Linked DNA regions of Mus musculus: region 2 is linked to region 1. The links are chromatin contacts, called in public HiChIP or PLAC-seq maps. All regions are on one chromosome and are shown on one strand. Each heading gives the region's core, a stretch centred on a gene start, on an enhancer-like site or on the middle of the called end of the contact. The rest is flanking DNA. Distances are from core to core; before and after follow the strand shown.

Region 1 (6,070 bases), core at 2,084-4,583:
TAGAGGAGAGGAAGGGGGCTCCAGATATTTCCAGAAGACAGCCACTGGAACACCCCCACCCCCATCCCCCACTGCCTGTAGGAAGCGCGCGGTGGAAGAGGAGCTGGACTCCTGTCGAGCCAGGCTGCGCACAGTGGAGGCTCAGCTGCTGGAGGTCCTGCAGGAGAAACTGAAGCTGAAACAGGAGGTGGAGGCCTGGGAGGTAGGGTGGAGCCTCTGAGTCGGGAGTCTTGGAAGACGCCCCTCCGCCCCTCCGTCCCCAGGGATTGCCTCGGACCTGCTCTCTCTCCCGTGCCCAGGAAGACATGCAGCATATGGTTCGAGAGCGGGTGCGGAGTCAGCTGCAGGGAGAGCCCAGAGGCACCCTGGGAACACACGAGAACACAAGCCCGGGCAGAAGTTCCTGGATTCAACTCTCCCGGGGTCAGTGGGGGCGACGGTGGTGAAAACGGATCCAGGGCTTAAAGGGGAACTGTCTTTATTCATTAAAAGTGTTGGGCCACTTCTGTACTCCTGGACCCTCTCCGTGCCCCTGAGTTTTTCTGTGCAGAAGCAAGATGGCACAGATCCCAAGCCTAGAGTCCCCTGGCTGCTCTTCCAAGGAGCTACTTCTTAAGCCAAGAAGCTGGTGACAGCATCCATGAAGTCTTGGGGTTTGTCGCTGTGGACCCAGTGGCCAGCGTTAGGCACGGTCTGAATCTGGGCTTGAGGGAAGAGTCGCCTAATCTCTGAGTGGTGGCTGGGTCTGGCCGCCATAGTGAAGCCAATGGAGAGGGAAGACAATGGAGAGGTGTGGGGAGAGGGAGAAAGGGAGAGAGAGAGAACAGGAGAGAGAGATGTGCATGAGCCTTCATGCGCAGTGGTATTGCCAGGCTCCCAGATACCCCGCCTCCCCTAGCCCACGCAGGCTCCCATAGCTGGTGGTGGGCAAAGCATGCCCCTTCCTATGGTCCCACACCGGCTTACTGTACATATGTAGAATTTCCACCAAGCAGGAAGAGAGTTGGCCCCGAGTAGGGTTCACGTTGCTGAGGAAAGGTCATTATCTTGTCCAAGTGCTGAGCTAACGTATCCAAGTTCAGTCTCCAGGAGAATCGCCCACCCACCTCTACCAGGTTAGTGAGCAGGAACTGCCGAATGCCCGCTTCCTGTGGGGAGACCTGGCAGCTGTGAAGGGGCTCCCTGTGAGGCCCACCCACCACTTTTCCTCTGACACACACCATGGGGAAAGGGGGGGGGGGCGTGCGTCACCTTGACAACCGAACTAAGCTGCTTATCCGCCAGTTTTCGGGCTTGGGAGTGCGGCACCTTCTCTGGGATCTCAACAGCCTTCATGGCTGCTATGAAGGCTCCAATGTGTGATCCAGGTGTGGTTCCTACCGGGCTTATGTCTACAACAACCAATCGTTCCACAACATCTGGCTGGGAGACAGAATCAGACCAGAGCAGGTCCCAGACAAACTCTGAGCCGCCAGCAGAGTTTCTGGACCTGGCCATCCAAAGTGTGGATGAGTCCCACGTTATCAATGGGCTTAGAGTGCATTAAGAGGACCCAGATAGGTGTAGCTTACCCTCTGCAGTGCCAGGAGCATGGCTGTCTTTCCTCCCATGCTGTGGCCAACGAGGACGCAGGGCACCAGACCCAGCTGTGGAAGGAGGCCCTGAAGGTCCTGACTCATGGCCTCATAGCTTGCGTCTGGACTGTGGGGGCTGTCACCGTGGTTCCGGGCATCCACCGTCAGCACCTGCGATGGGGGTGAAACAGGAATGGTGTTACTTTGACTACAGACAACGAAAAGCCTGATAGGGTCCACAGAGCAGCTAGGGAGAGAAGTCTGGAGACATAAGTATGTGTGTGTATGTGTGTGTGTGTGTGTGTGTGTGTGTGTGTGTGCGCGCGCGCATGCGCACGTGCAGAGGTTAATATTGAGCAACTTCCTTAGTTGCTTTATTATATACACACATGTATGCATGTGCGCAAGTTATATCTTCGCAAGCACGTGCCATGGTGTACATGTGGAGATCAAATGAGAACTTCAGGTGCCAAGGAGAGAGGGCATGCAGACCAAAGGAGGATCAGAGTAGTCAGGGAGCAAATGGCTTAAATGGCTGGGTTAACAGGAAAGAGACGCTGGGGGACGGGAAGCCTCTGGACTGGAAAGGTTTATAGTAAGGGGTCGGGGGTAACAAGAGCAGAGAGCTGCCACTCGTACTGAGTAAGCCAGGAGGCTAGAGTGTGCTTTGGCATGCTAGTAGGTGCCACAAAATTGTCCCAAGTTTCTTTGGGACCTGACAAAGAGACCTGTTATGTCTCAGTAACATAAATGGACTAACTGTGGGGCATCTTACAGGACCAGGCCTCTTCATAGATGTTTTACGGTTTACTGGGCACTGAAACTTTCCATTTTCAGGTCACCAAGAGCCCAGACCTGAGTGATTGAAACTAGGTCCACTGCCCTCAGCCTTACCCCTTAGCCCCCGCCCACCCATGCACCGCCCCATCCGGAAGCTCACCCTCCGGCCAGTCCTCTGAACCATTGCCTTGGCGAGGGAGTTGAAGTTGGTTTTGCTGCCGAAGAGCCCATGCAAAAAGACGATGGCTGGGAGTGTCGCGTCTCCATCTAGAAGATTATAAGACAGCGGCAGCGGCCTGGAAGGTGGGGGCCACCATGGAGTAAGGGGGAGGAGAGAGTGAAAGAAAAAAGGGGCGAGGCCAAAGGAGAGGCGGGGCCAGCTAAGCCGCGTGCGAAGTGGACCAGTGGAGAACAACCCTCCCAGTGCCCTTGGCTGACCTCAGATCGGCGTTTTCTTGGCCACTACTGCGGCTGCTACAGAACGTGACAGGAACCGCCAAACGCCTGGGAGAGGAGGCACCGAGTACCCCACGGGGGACCCTCCACGCTCGCGCCCAGCGGAGCATGCCCACAGCCCGCAAAGTGTGCTTCCTAGGGCTGTCCTGCGCACGCTCCGCCTTTCAGAGCCCTGTCTATTCCAACTAGGGCTCCGCCTTTTCCCCCGCCCCCCCCCCATCGAGGCGCCACTTTAGGCCACGTGGTCTAATGTATTCCCGGAGTCAGTTCAGCCCCCTCCCAAAGCAGAAGCTTCTTGGACGCAGCCGCTAGACGACCCCAGCCCTTGCACGTTACACATTTCCTGCAGCCACTTTGAGCCTGGTCTGTAGGACTAGCTGGCTTGGTAACAGGCTGGGCGTAGCCATACAGCGCTAGCCCTGCCCCCTTGCGCCACTACGCAATTCCTACAGACGCTGTGAGCCGCTTAGAGACCAGTTCCCGACCAGGACCAGGGAAGCGCTACGTGGGACTGGTCCCTCCTCTGGGACAATATACAATCCCCTTTAGATCTGTGAGCCCCTGCCACGCCCTGGACGGGGTCACCAACTGGCTTGTTCTTCGCACCGTCACTCAACCGTCGTAGCCACTGCCAGGCACCCGGACGTAGGCTTCTTAGCCACACCTTGCGGAGCCACCGGGGACTCTGGGACCGCCTCCTGCATCATTACGTAATTCCCACTTTGCATGCATCTGCGAGTTCAGTTCCTTGGCCACGCCCTATCGTAGGCGGGGCTGTAAGAGGCCCTTGCACGGTTTCGCAACATTTTAAACTGCTCTAGCTCCCGGAATTGGACTCCTTGACCACGCCTTGGGCGGAGCTACCCGATTGTGGCACCGGCTTTTGCGCCATTACGTAATCCTGCCGGGTTCTGTGCACACTTCCCTGAACCCCTTGACAACGTCGTAGGCCACGCCTCTTCTTTTAAGAGCTTCTTAGTCTTCTAGTGTTTCCCTACTGGCGATCAGAGGTCCTCAGTTCGAGGCGCAAGTGTGGGGCGTGTCCCTAGCAAACTGAGAAGTCCTTTCTCGGCTGGCGAGCGGACCCCACCTGGCCTGCTCCTCTGTCCTCAGGCACCGCCCTGGGTGGGTACCATGCTCTCTGTGCCTCCGGCATGGTCAGGAGGCGCCAGGAGTGATTCTTGTTCCAGCTCCCGCCAGCTCTCTGGCGCCTTGCTCCGTAGTTGGGAGCCCTGTCAGGCTCCCCAGAGCACGAGTGCTTTGTCTCTCTGTCTCCTCACAGGAAACACCTAGGAGGAAGGGGCTTTCGCTCGATCTCCTCACTTAATCGATTAACTGAGGTGCAGAAAGGGCAAAGGATTGGGCCAACAGGCAGAACCAGAGTCTTAGTCCAGTCTTCCGTTCCTGGTCCAGGTCAATTTGAAAAACCAGGATTAAACCCTTAGCCAGGGATTTGTACTGTAGTTACCTGCACTGAATAGAGATGGCTCCGGGCCAGGTGTAGTGGCTACAATTTTAATCCCACACATTGGTGGCAGAGGCAAGCGGTTCTCTATGAGTTCAAGGCCAGCCTTGTATATAAGAGTCCAAGAACATCTAGAAATGCATAGAAAAACTCTGTCTCAAAAAAGAAAAAAGGAAGGAAGAAAGAGCCCTCATTAACAACCCGCCATTAGCAGAGAGTGGCAACCCTCTGCCCAGACTGCACCGCATTCTGCACCCATTTCCCCCAGAAAGCCTGCCCCCTGCTGTCTCCCCTCATAGTCTAGGGAAAGTCCCCGCAGCCCTCTTCTGCTGCGGTCCATCCTTTAGCAGTTCCGGAGCTGGTTTGGTCATAGCAAACACATCTGCTGGGGCGCCTTCAGGACTCCTTGTTACTGAAGTAGCACTTCAAACCCTCCAGAGTCCTTCCCAGCATCCTCAGCCGGGCACCAAGCCTCTGGCTCTTAGGTCCCTTTTGTTCTTTGTCAGCGCTGGTGGCCTTCGGTGCCACTAGTTGCCTAGACACACACACACACACACACACACACACACACACAGATTTATTTATTTTGCTTTATGTGTCTGAGTGTTTGCTTGAATGTATGTCTGTGTACCACGCCTGTACCTTGTGCCTTCAGAGTTGAGAGGAGGGCATAGGATCTCCTGGAACTGGAATTGCAGGTGGTTGTGAGCCACCCTGTGGGTCCTGGGGACCATACTCCAGCAAGAACATCATGTGCTCTTAATTCCTGAGTCTCCAACCTGTCTTGGTTTTGAGACAGGGTCTCTTTATTATACAGCTCTGACTGCCCTGGAACTCACTATGTAGACCAGGCTGGCCTCAAGCTCACAGAGATTCATTTGCCTCTGTCTCCAGAGTGCTGAGATCAAAGATACGTGCCTACACCTGACAACTGGTTTATGGTTGTTGTTTGTTTGTTTTGCTTGATTTTAGACAAGATCTTATGTATCCTAGGCTGGCCTTGAACTCCTGATCCTCCTGCCTCCATCTCCCAGATTCTGGAACCCCAGATGTTCCTTTTTGATTGTTTTTGTTCTGTTTTGAGACAGGATATCAGTATGCAACCCAAGGTGCCCTCACATGTGTGTGTCGGTCCAGAGCTTATGCATGATCCTGTTGCATGATCCACACTGAGTGTCCAAGCCTGCATCACCACACCTGCCTGCCTTAGATTATCTTTCTATGGTTATCTATTGAATAAACGCTGTGTTATAAAGTGATTTATAAATAAGCAAATCCCTCTCACACAATACATTTTATACTTTCAGTATCAAAAAATATGCTTTCTGCACTTATTCACTATCAAAACCTAAAGATCCGTGACAGAGTTAGAACTAGAAAACAGTTATCTTTGTATCCTCTTCCAGTTTTTGTGTCCAGTGCCTGCATTCAGTCCTTTCTTGTGACCTATATTTGCATGCTCTTTCTTTCTTTCTTTCTTTCTTTCTTTCTTTCTTTCTTTCTTTCTTTCTTTCTTTCTTAAGTTCTTCACATTTTTATTCTTTGTGCACAAAGACTAGCATGATCGGTTCCACTTGGTAGTTAGTCGAACAATCCATTCAAGGTCGCTTAGTCCAACTTAATGACGCCTATGTCCTTTGAGTACTGACAGAAGCACTGGCGGCACATGTTCAGCCCGTATTTGTGGATCAGACCGTGGTGGTTAGAGCAGATACAGCAAGAGCGGGAACCCTGGCTGACCTTCCGTGGGTGACTCCAGGTAGAGCTGCTGGTGACCCACCTTGCCTTCAGACGC
Region 2 (6,070 bases), core at 1,593-4,092, 33 kb before region 1:
ACATGCCTCTGAAGGACTCTCTTAATTATCAATGTTAACTGATATGAGAAGACCCGGCCCACTGTGGGCAGCACCATTCCCTACATAGAAGATCCTGGGCACCGGGCATGCAAAGATTCATTCTCTCTCCGCTTTGATTGCGATGTGACTTGCTGCTTCAGTCCTGTCAGCTAAACATGACCCCCCTCCCCTGAGTTGCTTTTTGTTGGGGCTTTTTTTTTCCCCTCACAGCAACAGAAATGAGACTGGAAGAGGGGCCCGGGAGGGAGGCAGCTGAGTAGAGATATCCCAGAAGCAGCAGCCACAGCCTTTCCAACCTCCTGTTTGGCACCATTGCTAATTAGTCTCTGTGTGACTCAATTCCTGCCTGAAATAAGGAGCCGATGACACTCCCCCACACAGTGAGTGCTCACCAAGTGACTGTTTTGTTATGGCAGGCATAGTGGGGCACACCTCTAATCCCAACCCTTGAGAGGCATAAGCAGGCCAATCTCTATGAGTTCCAAACCACCCAGGCTCACACAAAGAGTTCCAGGACAACCAACGGCTACACAGTGAGACCCTGTTGCAAAAAAATTATTGCTTTCATTATTTATTGTGTATGTGTGTGTGCTCATGCAAACATGTCCAACAGTATATGTATGTATGGAAGCCAGACAGGAGTCAATTTTCTCCTTTCACGATGGGGGTCCTGAGCATCGAACCCAGATACTTGGGTTTGGCAGCAAAGTGCTTTTACCTGCGGAGCCACCCTGGTGGCCTTTATTGGGTTGTTTTGAGACAGGGATCTCATGTATCCCAGGCTGGCCTGGAACAAGCGATAGAGCCAAAAATAAGCTTCAACTCCTGATCCTCCTGCCTCTACCTCTTTAGTGCTGAAACTATAGGCTTGCAACCTTGCTGGGTTTTAGAAAGAGAAGAGGATTGAGTCTCAGGTTTCACAGTAGCAGGCAAGAACGTTAACAATCACGCTACAGCCCAGTTTTGTTTTGGGGGTTTTCGTTCTTTGTTCCTTTGTTTCTTTCTTTCTTTCTAAAAGATTTTATTTATTTTATGAGTACACTACAGCTGTTTTCAGACATACCAGAAGAAGGCATTAGATCTCATTATATATGGTTGTGAGCCACCATGTGGTTGCTGGGCATTGAACTTAACCACTGAGCCATCTCCATCTCTCCAGCCCTGGTTTTTTTTTTTTGGTTTTTGTTTTTTTGGGTTTTTTTTTTTTGGGGGGGGGTGTTTCTATTTACATTTATTTACTTATTTTGCTTTTTGCTTTTTGTTTTTGTTTTTTTTGGTTTTTTCGAGACAGGGTTTCTCTGTGTAGCCCTGGCTGTCCTGGAACTCACTTTGTAGACCAGGCTGGCCTGGAACTCAGAAATCCGCCTGCCTCTGCCTCCTGAGTGCTGGGATTAAAGGCGTGCTTCACCACCGCCTGGCAAAATAAATAAATCTTTTTTTTTTCAAAGATTTATTTATTATTATAAGTACACTGTAGCTGTCTTCAGACACACCAGAAGAGGGAGTCAGATCTTGTTACGGATGGTTGTGAGCCACCATGTGGTTGCTGGGATTTGAACTCTGGACCTTCAGAAGAGCAGTCGGGTGCTCTTACCCACTGAGCCATCTCACCAGCCCTAAATAAATCTTAAAAAGCAAAATAAGTAGCCGGGCGTGGTGGCTACTAACAAAACAAAAAACAAAACAAAAAAGATTTATTTATTTCTATTTTATGTGCATTGTGTTTTCCCTGTGTGTATTTCTGTGTGTCTATGTGTGTGTGTGTGTGTGTGTGTGTGTGTGTATATATATGTATATATATATATGTGTGTGTGTGTGTGTGTGTATATATGTGTGTGTGTGTGTGTGTGTGTGTGTGTATGAGTGTGTGCATATGGTGTGTGTGCATGTGTGTATATGCATGTGGTGTGTACGGGTGCAGGGTGCATGTGCTATGTGTGTGTGGTGTGAGTATAGACAACTTGCAGTTCTCTCTTCCACCATTTGAGTCCAACTCAGGTCTTTGGCCTGGCAGCAAGCTCCTTTATCTAATCTTAACCTGACACAACTCTTGAAATTTCACCCCTGTCACTGGCATTTATATGACCCTCAATCTGGTCCCCTCCCTTCATTTTCTTTCTTTTTTTTTTTTTTTTTTTTTTTCGAGACAGGGTTTCTCTGTGTAGCCCTGGCTGTCCTGGAACTCACTCTGTAGACCAGGCTGGCCTCGAACTCAGAGATCCACCTGCCTCTGCCTCCCAAGTGCTGGGATTAAAGGCATGCACCACCACTTCACCTGTGTGTATTTCACCTGTGTGAAGGCCTCCCTTCACTTTCGATTCAGGCTTTCTCTAAAATCAGCCTCGTTTCGCTGCAGTATCCAAACACAGCCCTGCTCCTGGGTTTGACCCACACACTGTGCTGTAGTGCGGAGGGATGTGGTTAATGAGTCCTGGTAAATGGGGAGGGGTTCACACTCACCCCAGAGGCAAAGATGGCAGGGTTCCCACTCTCCAGCATGTCTTCCAATTCCTCACTGGTCGTGGTCCGGCCGGCTGTGGGTGGGATCACACTAAGCTACGCCCTCTCCTGCGAGCTCAATAGGGTCTAGTTTCTGATCAAAGCACCACCCTCAACCACACCTCTAGCTATAAGCTCCGCCCCCATGCCGTTATTGATCCCCCCCCCCCCATTTCCAGCCACAGGCTTCATCAATGGCCTCACCCCCGCGCCCACCAGGCCATAAGCACACCACGAGGTCCTACCCAACCCCACTCTATCTAGCCCAAACCCCCATACCTAGACTCTTCATGGCACCACCCCTCCAACCCAAGTCACACCCCTAGCCACAGGCCACACCTACCACCATCTCCTGGCTCAAACCACAACCCCAGGCCCTCCCTTCCAGCCCGGACCCTGCCCCAGCTCACTGATCTCCAGCTGCCTCTGGATGCGCCCTTTGCAGCGTTCTCGGTAGTCTGACTGAGTGGCGTTGTACTCGGACATGACCTCCACAAACTTTCGGGACAGCGTGGAGTGCTGGCAGTCGGGGGCGGGGAGACAAGGGTACCGGTAGGTTAGGTAGTGGGCTCTACGGAAAACCCAGAGACTCAGGTGCCCGCCCACCCTCGCCATGGCTGCACCTGCGTCTTCCGGATCCTCAGGTCGGCTGATGAGCGGTTCAGACCTTCCTCCTGCTCGATGCTCTGCTCAATGCCTGGGGTGGGGAGGAGTGAGGAAAGGAGGCCGCTGAGCAGTTCCCTGCCTCCATGCATCGACCCCACCCATAAGTCAAGGATTCGGCTCCCCTCCCCAACCACAAGGGATGGGGGGTCACATGGAAGGCAAACTGTAATCAATAATGGACGCAGGACCAACAGCAGTCCTTCCAGCTGGGAGGTGTGTACAGCTGTGTACACTTCCGTGTGAGCACACACCCAACCCTGTGCACCCAAATGGGTGCTGTGCAGGGTCTGGCAGCTCAGGCCACTTTTGTGCAGGAAGGTGGGGAGGACCAGGTGTCTACCCCCGCTGTAGAACATGTCCCCTAAGCAGCCCTGGCCACTGGACATGCATGCATGTCTGTGAACAGAGACAAGCTATGGTCTATGCATGGATACTCTTCGGGTGGACATTTTTAATTTTAAAAAATATTTTTTAGTTTATTATTTCTATACAATTCTCATATAACCCAGGCTGTCCTCAAGCTATGTCGCCTCGGCTGTCCTGATCCTTATACCTCCATTTTGAACTGAATTCAGGACCTCACGTAGGCTAGGCAAGCGCTGTACCAATTGAGCCACATCCCCAGGTCCCCAGCCACCAGGGCGACTTACTCTTTAGCTTGGAGCGAACTTTGTTCGCTGTCTTCTTAATGTCCGACATGAGCTCCTCCAGTTCCTCCTTTGTCTCTATGAGGTGGGGGGTGGGGGGGTGGGAGGGGGATAGGAGAAGACATGGTGCCAGCTTCTAGCACTAGGAATGGGATGGAGGGCTCTGGGCAAATCCCAGCCTTGTGATCTCCCTCCTCCCCTAGGCGATGTCTTGGTCTACAGCTGCAATTCTAGGCCAAGGCCACCGGCAGCTACAGTCTCACCCTCTCTCCCACTGCCTTCCAAGAAGCCTCCCTCCTCCTCCGCTGCCTCTCCCTTCCCCTGTAGATAACAGATGGGGCTAAATTTAAGGCTGGTCGGCCCTCGCTGAGGACTGTTTACTTAACGGGTGCCGTGTGCCGGGGAGTGGGATGAGCTCGGTTCACCTGGCTTTACCGGATGGCTCAGGCGGGCAAGCAGAGACACCCACCAGGCTGAAGCACAGTGGTTCACCTTGCCTCCCAGTGAAAGCCACAGCTGACCTTGGACTCCTCTTCACAAAGCTGCCCTTCCTAGGTGGTTAGCTGCCCTGAGTGGCTGAGGCAGGGGGCACCCTGGTTTTGGGGGTGCGGGAGTAGTAACAGAACAGCAGTTTCAAAGAAATAATACCCCGGGGTGGGGGGAGGATTGTAGCCATGGAGGTGACAGGTCACTGGGGGTCAGGAGAGGTGAACAGAGGTAAGGGAAAACAGTGGCCCTTGTCCTAGCCACAGCTGTGACCTCAGGCTGGCTGAGGCCTCAGGGTGTTCAGCTTGTAGCTCTTCCAGGAAGCCACCAGGACCAGCCTGTCTTCAGGAGAAACTGGGAGCAGGTCCCAGGCAACCACCTTTCCTAACACCCTGAGGACAAGGCTTAGAGGTGACAGTGGTGGTAGTGTATGAGGATCAAGAGCCACCTACTCAGTGGAATGTGAGTGAGACAGGGCAGGGGCTCTGCAGAGCTGAGGCGGAGGGAGCCTTCCTCCCATGAACAAAAGGAAACTTGGTCACCAGCTGCTCTTGCAGTCTCAGCCTTTTTTGCTCAGACCTAAAATAGCCCAGCCGGATGGCAGCCCCCGAGGAGGGAGAGCAGCATTGATCTAGGAAAGCCCCCGACCTGCTGCCAATTTCCACATTCCCCCTTAGCTCTGCCCTGCCCCACAGCCCCGATGGGACGCCCTCTCCCCCTGGTGAGTGGCTGCATCTCAGCCTGGCACCTCTGCTCAGTTCCTAGGTACCACACCCACTCTGTAGGCCACACAGGAATGCTGAGAAATGAAGCTGAGCCGTTCCGGTACGGTGTGTATGTCCAGCAGCTTAAGGGTCCCCTTGTCAGCCCCCCTTTCCTTCAGATATAATCTCATGTAGCCCACACTATCCTGAACTTCCCGTGTAGCCAAAGATGACCCGGAACTCCTAATCTCTTTGCCTCTACCTCCCCAAATGCTAGAATGGCTACGGTCATGTGCCACCAATGCCCGGCTTATGTGCTGCTGGAGACTGAAGCCAGGACATTGTGCACGGCAGCCAGGCTCTCGATCCATTGAGCTGCATCTGAAGCTCATTGCTCTCTTCTAACCACAAAATTACCATATCACGCAGCCCACACAGGGACACACAGTGACCTAGATAACCACAGACAGAGACACACACGTCATCCTTGCCATTGTGGACACACCTTTAGGAAAAGGGATGGAGTGAGGTGACCGGACTCCCTTTCCATGCTCCTGGGTGGTCCCCCTCTCTCTTCCCCCTCCTAGATGTCTCCTTAGGTCCCAAACACTGCATTCTGTCTTCCTAGAGGCTCCTAAAATACAGCTGCCATCACAGCTCTTGGTTCAAACACATTAAACCAAAGGGCCAGAGGGAGCCTTAACTCTGGATTAGGGAGACACAAGGTCCCCCTTCCTTCTCTTGTCATATGTGAGCCACAGGGAGTTGGGACCTCCCAGCAGACATGGAATGAAGCAAGCTTCAAAAAACATGGAGGGCAGGCAGGTATGAGTTGCTGGCTAGCCTAGGTCTGAGACAGAGGACTTGCCAGTCAGTGCCTCCGTGAGCCAAGCAGTGGAAACCCTCCAGGGCAGAGGGTCTTGGCTGGGCCCTGGCAACCTGATGCATATCAACATGGCAGTCATTGTCTGAACAAAGCACCGGTGTGGTGGTCTGTGATCCCAGCACAGATGAAGCGGATGCAGGAGCCTCAGGGCATCCTTAGCA

What was found. HiChIP or PLAC-seq counts read pairs in DNA pulled down with a chosen protein or histone mark.
Region 2: an H3K27ac HiChIP or PLAC-seq map of embryonic stem cells shows a contact between it and region 1, with 11 read pairs. The contact joins the enhancer-like site here to the promoter of Abhd11 in region 1. A contact is called at or near these places in 1 of 39 promoter capture datasets (embryonic stem cells), 2 of 15 datasets of contacts at CTCF or cohesin (embryonic stem cells and large pre-B cells), 27 of 484 Hi-C or Micro-C datasets (Sertoli cells, bone marrow-derived macrophages, cerebral cortex and 17 more), 4 of 115 datasets of contacts at active chromatin or transcription factors (embryonic stem cells and trophoblast stem cells) and 3 of 9 other capture datasets (adipose tissue, liver and pancreatic islet).

Annotation. Positions count from the first base shown.
Region 1 is chr5:135,006,562-135,012,631 of GRCm38.p6, reverse strand. It overlaps Abhd11 (abhydrolase domain containing 11), which reads right to left and starts at 3,333. Exons shown (of 6, transcript NM_145215.2): 1 at 2,793-3,333; 2 at 2,515-2,650; 3 at 1,572-1,745; 4 at 1,252-1,422; 5 at 967-1,148; 6 at 457-745. The coding sequence starts at 2,920. The coding sequence ends at 613. It overlaps Abhd11os (abhydrolase domain containing 11, opposite strand), which reads left to right. Exons shown (of 4, transcript NR_026688.1): 3 at 82-202; 4 at 300-510. It also overlaps the pseudogene Rps29-ps.
Region 2 is chr5:135,039,078-135,045,147 of GRCm38.p6, reverse strand. It overlaps Stx1a (syntaxin 1A (brain)), which reads right to left. Exons shown (of 10, transcript NM_016801.4): 4 at 3,837-3,911; 5 at 3,144-3,217; 6 at 2,931-3,039; 7 at 2,482-2,555. Among named protein-coding and RNA genes, the nearest start is that of Stx1a, 19 kb to the right of the region's middle. Within about 2 kb of position 2,842, at least 41 of the 459 cell types and tissues checked have an H3K27ac peak or open chromatin away from gene starts, as enhancers often do. A contact at or near this core is called in Sertoli cells, cerebral cortex, embryonic stem cells and 2 more, where this site is marked.